Linked DNA regions of Pan troglodytes: all the other regions are linked to region 3. The links are chromatin contacts, called in public Hi-C maps. All regions are on one chromosome and are shown on one strand. Each heading gives the region's core, a stretch centred on a gene start, on an enhancer-like site or on the middle of the called end of the contact. The rest is flanking DNA. Distances are from core to core; before and after follow the strand shown.

The links. Hi-C and Micro-C count contacts between places; a contact is called where the count stands out from the background.
Region 1: a contact with region 3 is called in a Hi-C map of stem cell-derived neural progenitor cells, with 3 times the contacts expected there. The contact joins two enhancer-like sites. A contact is called at or near these places in 1 of 7 Hi-C or Micro-C datasets (stem cell-derived neural progenitor cells) and 1 of 1 datasets of contacts at active chromatin or transcription factors (stem cell-derived excitatory neurons).
Region 2: a Hi-C map of stem cell-derived neural progenitor cells shows a contact between it and region 3, with 2.9 times the contacts expected there. The contact joins two enhancer-like sites. A contact is called at or near these places in 1 of 7 Hi-C or Micro-C datasets (stem cell-derived neural progenitor cells), 1 of 1 datasets of contacts at active chromatin or transcription factors (stem cell-derived excitatory neurons) and 1 of 1 other capture datasets (stem cell-derived neural stem cells).

Annotation. Positions count from the first base shown.
Region 1 is chr12:36,679,134-36,682,540 of NHGRI_mPanTro3-v2.0_pri, reverse strand. It overlaps POLR1A (RNA polymerase I subunit A), which reads right to left. Exons shown (of 34, transcript XM_016948898.4): 13 at 1-73. Among named protein-coding and RNA genes, the nearest start is that of POLR1A, 34 kb to the right of the region's middle. Within about 2 kb of position 2,115, at least 8 of the 24 cell types and tissues checked have an H3K27ac peak or open chromatin away from gene starts, as enhancers often do. A contact at or near this core is called in stem cell-derived neural progenitor cells, where this site is marked.
Region 2 is chr12:36,715,416-36,718,782 of NHGRI_mPanTro3-v2.0_pri, reverse strand. POLR1A (RNA polymerase I subunit A) reads right to left here. Exons shown (of 34, transcript XM_016948898.4): 27 at 3,351-3,367. Among named protein-coding and RNA genes, the nearest start is that of POLR1A, 70 kb to the right of the region's middle. Within about 2 kb of position 1,287, at least 14 of the 24 cell types and tissues checked have an H3K27ac peak or open chromatin away from gene starts, as enhancers often do. A contact at or near this core is called in stem cell-derived neural progenitor cells and stem cell-derived neural stem cells, where this site is marked.
Region 3 is chr12:36,859,972-36,863,205 of NHGRI_mPanTro3-v2.0_pri, reverse strand. No RefSeq gene overlaps it. Among named protein-coding and RNA genes, the nearest start is that of ST3GAL5, 30 kb to the left of the region's middle. Within about 2 kb of position 1,950, at least 6 of the 24 cell types and tissues checked have an H3K27ac peak or open chromatin away from gene starts, as enhancers often do. A contact at or near this core is called in stem cell-derived neural progenitor cells and stem cell-derived neural stem cells, where this site is marked.

The DNA of each region.
Region 1 (3,407 bases), core at 866-3,365, 180 kb after region 3:
GGATGGAGGGTCTGTGCAGTGTGGGCTGTCGGTTCAGTAGCAGAATGTCCCCATTCTTCACATGCCGGCACACCTGGGAACAGAGTGGACAGGTGGGTGATCAGTGCAAACGTCAGTATCACCACGGCTCTTTCCAAGTGCTCACCTCAGCTTGACCAAGGTGTGGCTTTTGTCTCACGTTCTAGTTAACTAAATGCAAGGGGAATTTTTCATCTGGAGCAAAACCCTGGAAATCTCTGAGAAATACGTCCTAGGCCCTTCTGGTCCTGGCCCTTTACAACCCTGATCCTGGCTCTAGGCTCAGAAGTATAAGGAACAAATAAGACCACAGGTCTTTGTCTTCTTCAGAGATGCATAGCCGTCCCAGGTTTCTGGATTACTCTGAAAACTAATCCAAAGAAAGAAATGGATACAACTCCTGAAGACATAACCATAACAAAATGAAGACATAACCATAAAACCACTGGGTTTGAAAGGCATTGGCAGACTTTCGAATCCCCCCCCGTGATCACATGTGAGTACATTATTCTAAACAGAAATTCTACATTTCACAAAAAGTTTGCCCAGCTTCATATAGCAGAGCCAGAAAAGGGTTCTTAGTTAGTTCAATGCCCTCAGAGAACACTTTATTGCACTTCAAAAATTAAGAGCTGTAAATTGTCATAGTCTTTCGGGAACGGAGTTTGAAAATAGCAATTAAAACACTTAAAACACATTTTCTGTTGGATCTTCAAGAAAAAAAAAAGCACCCACACAAGGTTAGATGAGTATGTATGTTTGTGTAGCAGCATTTACAGCGGCAAAAACTAGAAATAACCTGACTGCCCCATAGAAGGGGCAATAGTGTATCCACACTATGGAATATTATGCAGTGATGAACAAGGATAAGGTAAATGTATACAAGGCCTAAAATGATAGCAATAATGTATTACAGCAAAGAAAAAAAAAACCCAGGTGGCATGTGACATGATGAAAAAAAAAAAACAATTTCAAAACCAACCCAGCTTCTCTCTCTCTGTGTGTGTGTGTGTGTGTGTGTGTGTGTGTGTCTATGGGAAAGGGGTGGTTGGATCCTCACTAGGCTGTACTATTTTTCTGAGACAGGGTCTCTCTCTGTTGCCAGGCTGGAGTATAGTGGTACAATCATGGCTCACTGCAGCTTCAACCTTCTAGCCTCAAACGATCTTCCCGCCTTGGCCTCCCAAAGTGCTGGAATTACAGGCATGAGTCACCACACTCAGCTACTTTCCTACATCTTAGCATTGTTCTTCCTATAATGAGTATGTGATGCTTCTGTAAATTTTAAAAAAGGTCTTCGCTTATTTTTAAAGAAAGAAAGAAATATTGAACAAGTGCTATGCTCATTGCTAGAGGGAAAACAGAAAATACAATTTAAAGATAAGAATTTAAAAATCACAAGTAATTGTACCCCTCTAAGATAACCACTGCTCATACTTTTCCCCCCTTATAAATATCTGGCTGGTCATGTCCTTCTGACAGACATCTCTCTCACAAAGCTGACTTTCCTGTACCGCCTATTAAGACCCTTACCACCCTTATCTTTAATTATATTAACTACTGGGCCTCCTAAACACTGAACATAAAGTGACACCTTAAAAGACAAATGTATGAAGGTAACTGCCACCCCATGCATCCTGAAGGGCTCCTCTAAGTAGTACAAAGGAATTATGAAGACTTGGTGAAATCTCTGCCACCCCAAATCTCCTCTAAATCACAACAGATAGCAGGCAGGAGAAAACAACAAATTATTGGAAGTCTAGTTTCTTCTTATGTTGCCCACATTTATGAAACTGCATTGGAAAGTTCATTAAAGAGAGAGGCTAGAAGTAATTAAGAGATACTCCCCAAAACTCTCTCCCCGATTCCTGTTCAGTGAGGTTAAAAGTTTTCTCTCTCTAGCTCAGAGAAGCAGGGAGCAAAACCCTCAAGTGCTACAAAGCAATCTTAAAAGTACCTAGCATGGAGTCCGTCTTTTTGCTCCCGAAGGAATTCAAACCTTCCCCTCCCCATTGCCAAGTCCCATGTTTCCAAGGAGACCTAAACTCTGAGGGTTCCCATGAGCATCTGCCCAGGGCACTGGCTGCTGTCTGACTGCGTCATACAAGCTGAGGTCTTCTTTCTTTAGCCTCTCAAGGGAGAAACTGCCTAGACCTGTGGCCCAAGCCCAATAAGCCAGGCTGGGCCTAGGATTTGAGTCTTGCAAATTTGAGACATCCTCCAGCGTAAGCAAACTCGCCACAGCTGGGAAGGTACACAGGCCAGTCTGGTAGGCACCGGCCAATCCAAACAGAAGCCCTGGAGCACAGGGTATTCCCCTTGCCAACCCAAACCCAAGGCCCTTCCTTTCTCTTGTCTCTAAATAAATACTGCAGTGAAAATTAGCGTGCCCCAGTGCCCCAGGGTCAGAATTTTCAGAGGCAGGCTCGGAGCCAAAGGCCTGCTTCTGGCAGGCTGCTGAGCAGGGCAATGAGCCTTGGCTCTCCGGGCCATTTCCTCTTTTATTTACAAGGCCCAGGGGATGGGGCAGAGCTTTCATACTTCATAGAGGAAATGGGTCCTTTTGGTCTTTCCCCTCCTCACCTAGCCTGTGGTTCCTCCCCGGACGAGACCTCAGTGTTTCCTTCCCATCAACCTCACACAGCCCCTTCAGCCTTGCCCTGACCCATATGCAACACATTAACCAAAGTCTTCAAAAATTACAGGCCAGGAGCAGTGGCTCATGACTGTAATCCCAGAACTTCGGGAGGCTGAGGAGAGCAGATCTCTTGGGCCTAGCAGTTGGAAACCATCCTTGGCAACATGGTGAAACCCCATGTCTACAGAAAATACACAAACTAGCCACACCTGTGGTCCCAGCTACTCGGGAGGCTGAGTCAGAAGGATCACCTGAGCCCAGGAGGTGGAGGCTGAAGCAAGCTGTGATTATACCACTGCACTTTAGCCTGGGAGACAGAGTGGGACCTTGTCTCAAAAAAAAAAAAAAGAAAAAAAAAATCACAGGTTTTGGTGGGTAGCAGACTACAGTTCTCAGGCTGGCCACCTGGTTCTGTAAATAAAGTTTGATTGGAACACAGCCATGCCTATTTGTTTGTGTACTACCTGTGGCTGCTTTGGTATTAGGTGGCAGAGCTGAGCAGCTACAGCAGAGCCTGCATGGCCCAGGACCACAGAAATATTTACTATCTGACCCCAGAGGAATGAGGGCTTGCTAAGGCCTGAGAGAGCAGCAAGAATTCGCTGCCTTCAGTCCCCTCTTTAGCCCTGAGGCTGGCCCCAGCACCTGGCTCACAGTTGCCTCCTGATGACCCCAAACTCTCCCTGCCCACTTGCCCTGCACATTCCCCTCAAACTTGTTTCTTCTTGGACATTATGTGCTTAAAGTCACT
Region 2 (3,367 bases), core at 38-2,537, 140 kb after region 3:
GGGGTGGGAGAGATGTTTCTGTAAGGACAGGTTCAGGTTAAAGTCCTGATCCTGCCACAGACTGGAGAGGAGGGCCTTGATCTCATCTGCAACATGGGATCACTCTCACTCTGCACCCGAGGCTACTGTGCAGAGCAGAGGAGATGGAATGAGGCGGAGTGGAGGTGCGGGGCTCAGCTGCTGCCACACACAGGGCTGCTTCCCTCAGCTGGGCGCCCCAGCCTGTCTCAACTTGTGGCAATGTCACGGCTCTGATGCTTTTGCCCCCAGCATTTCACATCCGGCCTCAACTCTAACTGCCCATCTGCTCCCTCCACCCTGTGCACCCTTTGGGCCTTTGCTTGAGCGGCTCACTCTGCCAGTAACTTCCCTGGCCAATATCTACCTACTGAAGCTGTACTCATCCTTCAAGGCCGGGCCTCAGCTGCTGTAACTCTTCCAAGAAGCCCTCCCTGATTCCCCCAGTTGGGGATGCTTTCTGCCTTCCCTGCCTCTTTTGGTGACCAGGACTTGTGGAGAACGTAGGAGGGAAGGAGGTGAGAAGGCAGAATGAATGGCTGGTGAGTAAGTGGTAGGCATGCGACTAGCGTGCCAGTTTTCCTGGAGGTGCAATTTGCCCTTCTATGGTTTTGCCAAGAGCAGGGGAACTAATGGCCCACAGTGACTGCCTTCTCAAGGTTGTGCAGCTCATCGGAATGTAGCAACCGAAAGGGAACAGGAGGGGCAGGGGCAGAGAAGCCTCCCGTCCCACGTAAATAATTACAAACAGAGCACATGACCCCTGGCGGTTTCTGAACGCGCCTGGCAACAGCTCCACCACCTGCTGTTTGGAAAGTCAGATTCACAGAAGCTACAATTACAGACTGTCAGCTGGGTCTTTTCATGGCTGGGGACCGGAGGCCAAAACTTACAGCCCCTAACTCCTAGCTCAGTGCTCTTTCCACTTCACCTCCCCGGCCACCTGCCAGACAATTTACACAAACAGCCCATGTGATGGGTGCCAGTGCAGAGATCTGGGGGGCCTTCTACACTTGTATATCTCTACCTAGGGAACCATCTGTCTCGTGCTGTTTTTCTCCAGGCTCTGTCAAGGGTCTCATGACTCCACAGCTGGGAGAAGGGAGGGTGAGGGCAAAGAGAAAGAAAAGGAGGGTGGCAGAGAGGAAGGAAGGGGGAGGGATGGGAGAAAGGAAGGAGAAAAAGCTTCTTGGGGGTTGGCTGCTCTTTTGAAAGTGCACTCACACTTCCTCCCATTTCCTGTGGGCGGCCAGAGGCCTGAACGCAGCTGCTCTGCTGCCTGGGGCCTGACAAAGGGAGTCCAGACCGCACCCAGCTCATCCACTGCCCCATCTTTTAGCTCTGCCTAACCCCTCAGCCCCATTCTGCTGAGTCCTTGAGGCCACCTCCACCAAAAGCTACTGCTCATGGCTTTATTTATCACAGATTTTCAAGTGCACAAGCAAAACACAGGGAGGAGCTGAAAAAGTACTTCACGGCTGGGAACAAGCCAGGGCTGTCCCTCATCAGGAAGAAGTCTTAAAAAGTGATTTCCTATTTTCAATTCCATGAGGTAATATAAGTAAAAAGAACCCCAGCATGGGCTGGCGCCAGCCTCGTGCCAACCTACCTGCTGGGCAGGCCTGGGCCTCCTGTGAACAGAACTGGGGCAAAACATCTAACTCCGCCCACCCTTAGTTATTCTCTAGAGGCCATGAAATCTGAATTCCCATTTCCCAGAAAACCACTGCCAGGCCAGCACAAACGCCCCCTGCACTTGGTAGTTACGTTCCTCGCTGTTAATTAAGGAGCTGGCAGGCAGGTGCACAGAGCACTCCGCTGCCACTCTGCCCAGTGCCCAGATAGCACGGAGGACCACTTGACAGAAGGAATGTTCTCAGCCCAGGCTGGCACCAACGCAGGTGCTCCTGAGGCCCAGCCAACAACAACTTCACCCAGGGCTCGTGAACTGGGGCAGGAAGCACCTGGCCAGTGACCCCCGTCCAAAGGACTGAGTTCACATCCAAGCTCCTCCACCCCAAGACCCACCATCCCAAATGCCACCTGCACAGAGGGCTGGCTCGAGGCCAGGCCCCATAAGGTGAGAGGGCAGAGGGCTGAGGGCAGAAAAGTCGTACTGTGTTGCCCACGCCTGCCCCTGTGACTCAGCGACGAATGGGCATGGCTCAGTATGTGTTTGTGGGATGGCTGAGTGCAGGGAGCTTTCTGCTTCTGCTCTGTCATTGCTTCTCTATCGGAGCAGCTCCCAGAAGACCGAGAACTGGTCTAGATTAGAGGCAGTGGTCAGTGGCCTGTGGCCAGATCCTGCAACAGATGAGAACCATCTGGGCCTTACTGGGCTTTTAAAAACACATGAATTAGTTGCTGATGTTTAAAAGTCAGGAGACCTCAATTATATAAAAGCAAAGGCAAGTAAACAAGTGACCCAAGAAAGAAAAAAACGTAGGGGGTGGGAAGCTTGTTTTCTTTCTTTTTTAATCAAAAGATGTGGCCCCCCGGGCCTCCATTCCTGCATAGTAACAGGTGCCCCTTGACACAGGTTCCACACTCTTCAGTCTGCCGGGGGCCTCCCAAGCCTGCTTCACTGGCCTGTCACCTGCTGGGCTATGCAGCCTGTTTGTGTTCACACTTCACCGTCTAGGGTTAGCTGGTGAGTCAAAAGTGCTTCGTGGGCTCTTCCAGGCTTGCCCCAGTCCCCAAAAAGCCCATCCTCCTGCTCCCCGGAACTCAGCATTGTGGCCTCTGCTTTTCAAATATCTAACAGTAACTTGAACTTGAGACAAAAGTTCCTTTTCCCTACTGGACAGGAACTCGAGACAGGAACTCGAATTTCTCTGGAGGCAATCCTGGTTATAGAATGGAGATCTAACAGCAGCATGCCACCAGCACATTGTTCATTAGTCACAGAATCTAAATGCATCAGGAACCACATTATACTGCCTGGAGTAACACCCTAGCAAACATTAACAGCATGTGCTGCTCCGACACCACAGAAGCACCGCTTTGATGGTGCTCCCTTCTCTTTACCACACCCACATTTCCATGTCTTAATGCCTGCAAGCCCCAGAAGACAACAATCCTGACGTCAACCCAAGAGAAGAAATGGGCTCAGGGAGTGACGTGTGGCTAATAAAGTCATACCCACAAGCCAGATTGTGGTCAGGTTTCCAGATCAGGCTGCAAGGCCCTCTGCTTCCTAAACACTTCCCTTGAAGGGCTCATTTGGGCAAAGGCACTCAATCTCTGGGAGCCTTGTGGCTAGGTGCTTCCTGCCCTAGTTCAAGCGCATTCTCTGGGTCAAGGTCAATGACAATCACAGCCTGAGCCCTGACCTTGTTTCCATGAAGTG
Region 3 (3,234 bases), core at 701-3,200:
CAGGCAGGTACCACCATGCCCAGCTAATATTTGTATTTTTAGTACAGATGGGGTTTCACCATGTTGGCCAGGCTGGTCAAGAACTCCGGACCTCAGGTGATCCACCCTCCTCAGCCTCCCAAAGTGCTGGGATTATAGGTGTGAACCACAATGCCCAGCCAGATTTATTATTTTAATGACCTAATAAATATTTTAAATTTTAAATATTTAAATTAAATTAAATATTTAAAAATTTCTCAGTTTTAATTTTTAATTTGGCAAATATCAAGAGAAAGACCATGTCAAAAAGATTCTTTGGGATCCTCAGTAATTTCTAGGTGTGTAAATTGATCCTGAGACCAGAGTTTGAGACTTACTGGTCTCAGCCACCCAGATAGCCCCATTGCCCCATCCTCCTTGCCACTAGGAATGATTCATGGGTAGCCACAGGAACCACACTGATCCAATCAGAGGAAGTCTCAGGAATTTATTGGATGCTGGGGGAGAGATGCTTTCATGTTCTGCTAGACAAGAACTAGGCAGTAAGTAGCCTCAGAAGCTGTTGGTAAGACAGACATCTTGGACTACAAGAAGAGCTTATTTTAGGAGGAAAGTAATGCTGTGGGAAGCAGAAGACCACGGTTAGAAAGAAACCATTTCCTTTATGACATTTTTGAGTCACTAAATCAAACCAGTCCTGAAGTCCATCTTGCCTCCGTACATTTCAGCTGTATGAGATAGTAAGTTCCTCTGTGGTTTCAACTAGCCAACCCCAGATGCCCCAACTGATTCGCCATGTACCTACTTATGCAACACAAGTTGCAATGATGAAATGAGGCTGGAAGGCAGAGAAGGGTCCAGGAGGAAAGTACCTAGCTCAGGCAAATGGGATCTTCAGCGGCATATGATCGTAAGCAGCAAGATTATAGCAGATTTTTACTTCTTATTTTTATTTTTGCTTTTCTGTATTTCCCATATTGGTCAACATGCATATGTATTGCTTTTACACTGAGGAAAAATTAGAACCTATATTATTACTTTTTTTGATAGTGCAATGACTGGCAGCGCAATATTAGAGAACAGGTTGGGGAATGGGATATGGCAATAGAACTCTTAGGCTAGAACTGCTAGCAGGGAAGAAAGAAGATTTGCAAGGGATGCAGATGGGCCCCAAAACCAAACTTACTTTCATTTACAGCTTTGCCAAGAGCCAACCTCAAAGATTCCAGGGGATGAACAAGAATCCCCAAAGGTTAAGAAATCATTAATTATGCCTCAGTCTAATTGGCTGGAATATTTGCAGGGAGAAAAATGTGGCCAACGTGAAGATCATATGTCAATACTGGAAAAGACTTAGGATATAATATTAAGTGAAAAAAATTAAAAAGGCAACACATCGTATGCAAACATCTATCATGTGGCCAAAAACTGGAAGAGAACTTGGAAAAAGAAAATAGTTGTGTTAGGGTGGTGGGATCACAAGTAATCTTTCTTCCTTTTTTAACAAATCTGTTTTAATGTTGTTATAATGTTGTTTTTTGCAATAAGTAAAAATGTGGGGAGTCATTGGTTCAAATTACTGAGGTCTCAAAGAGGCCTCTCCAGACGGCCTGTTTCTTTTTGCCTGCCAAATGGCCCTCACCCCATGCCATGACAGAAGCTGTGCCTTCCCTGAGGGCCCAGTGTCTTTGAAACTGTTAGGGGTGATGCTGATGTGACTGCTTTGTAGGTGGCCAGAAGGAAAGGCGGGAAGAAAGATGTTGGTGGCAGCCAAGACCGAGGAAGTCTGTGAGGCAGGAGGGGTGAGGGGTCCCTTGCCCTGTGACATAACCTTGTCGTGTTGGAGTTTCAGGCCCAGGTTACTTACTGAAGCATTGTCTTTTTCTGTTGGACTTCTGTCTGGTCCCCCTGAGACGTTGTCTCTTCCGCAGGCCCTCAGGGGCTGGAGCACAGCTGTAGCCAACAGAACACAGGCTCTGTCTGCTGCCCTGAAGCACAAAGGAAGTTGGTCTCTTGAGGTTTTTCTAGGAATGTTTTCCTGTGAGCAATCACAGGAGAAGCGGGAGTAAAACAAACAAAGGAGGGGAAAAGATGACACAAAAACATCATGGGAAGGCTGGCTGTTGGCAGAGGGGGCTCAGATTGAGGAAACAATCCCTCATGGAATGAATTCTTCTGTTAGTGGAGTGATGCATATTGACAGATCCAGGCACATCTTCAGGCTGCCCTTCTGTCTGTCCCTCACCCATATATTCATTCTACAAATATTTGCTGAGAGCCTATTATGTGTGAGGCATCATGCTAAGTGCATAACATAAATTACTTCATTTTATCTTCACAGTGTCCCTTTAAGGTAGGGTCTCTTATCCCCATATCTTACCCAAGGAACCCGAGGCTTAGAGAAACTTAAGGAGATAAAATAACCTGCCCAGGGTCACAAAGTCAGGATTCAAACCCAGGATGTCAGAGTCCAGAGCCTGTTACCAGCAGAGGGTCCTGACAAGTCAGTAGTCGTCCAGGTTCTTGGCGTTTTGAACAAAGAATTGGACAAAATGCACAAACAAAGCAACAAAAGAATGAAGGAAAGAAAGCGCAGATTTATTGAAATGAAAGTATACTCCACAGAGTAGGAATGGCCCGAGCGAATGGTTCAAGAGGGCTGGTTACAGAATTTTCTGGGGTTTAAATACCCTCTAGAGGTTTCCCACTGGTTACTTGGTTATACCCTATGTAAACAAAGGAGTGAACCGTGACCAGTCTGATTGGTTGCGGGAGGGGACCAGTCAGAGGTACTTTCCATTTTTCATCTGTGATGCAGTGCAAAGGGAGTAGCCTCTGATCCTTTTGTTACTTGGGTATGGAGAGGTGGGGTTTTCCATCTGATTCAATTTTAGGAAGTCAGTGCAAATCAGCCTTAGGTTCCCTGCCTCCAGACCTTATTCTCTTGCCTCAAGCCTACCTAAGTGATAGGGTTTGGCTGTGTCCCCACCCAAACCTCATCTTGAATTGTAGCTCCCATAATTCCTACATGTTGTGGGAGGGACCCAGTGGGAGATAATTAAATCATGGGGGCAGTTTCCTCCAGACTGTTCTTGTGGTAGTGAAGAAGTCTCATGAGATCTGATGGTTTTATAAGGGGAAACCCCTTTCGCTCAGTTCTCATTCTCTCTTGTCTGCCGCCATGTAAGATGTGCCTTTCACCTTCCACTGTGATTGTGAGGCCTCCCCGCCACATGGAACTGTGAGTCCATTAAA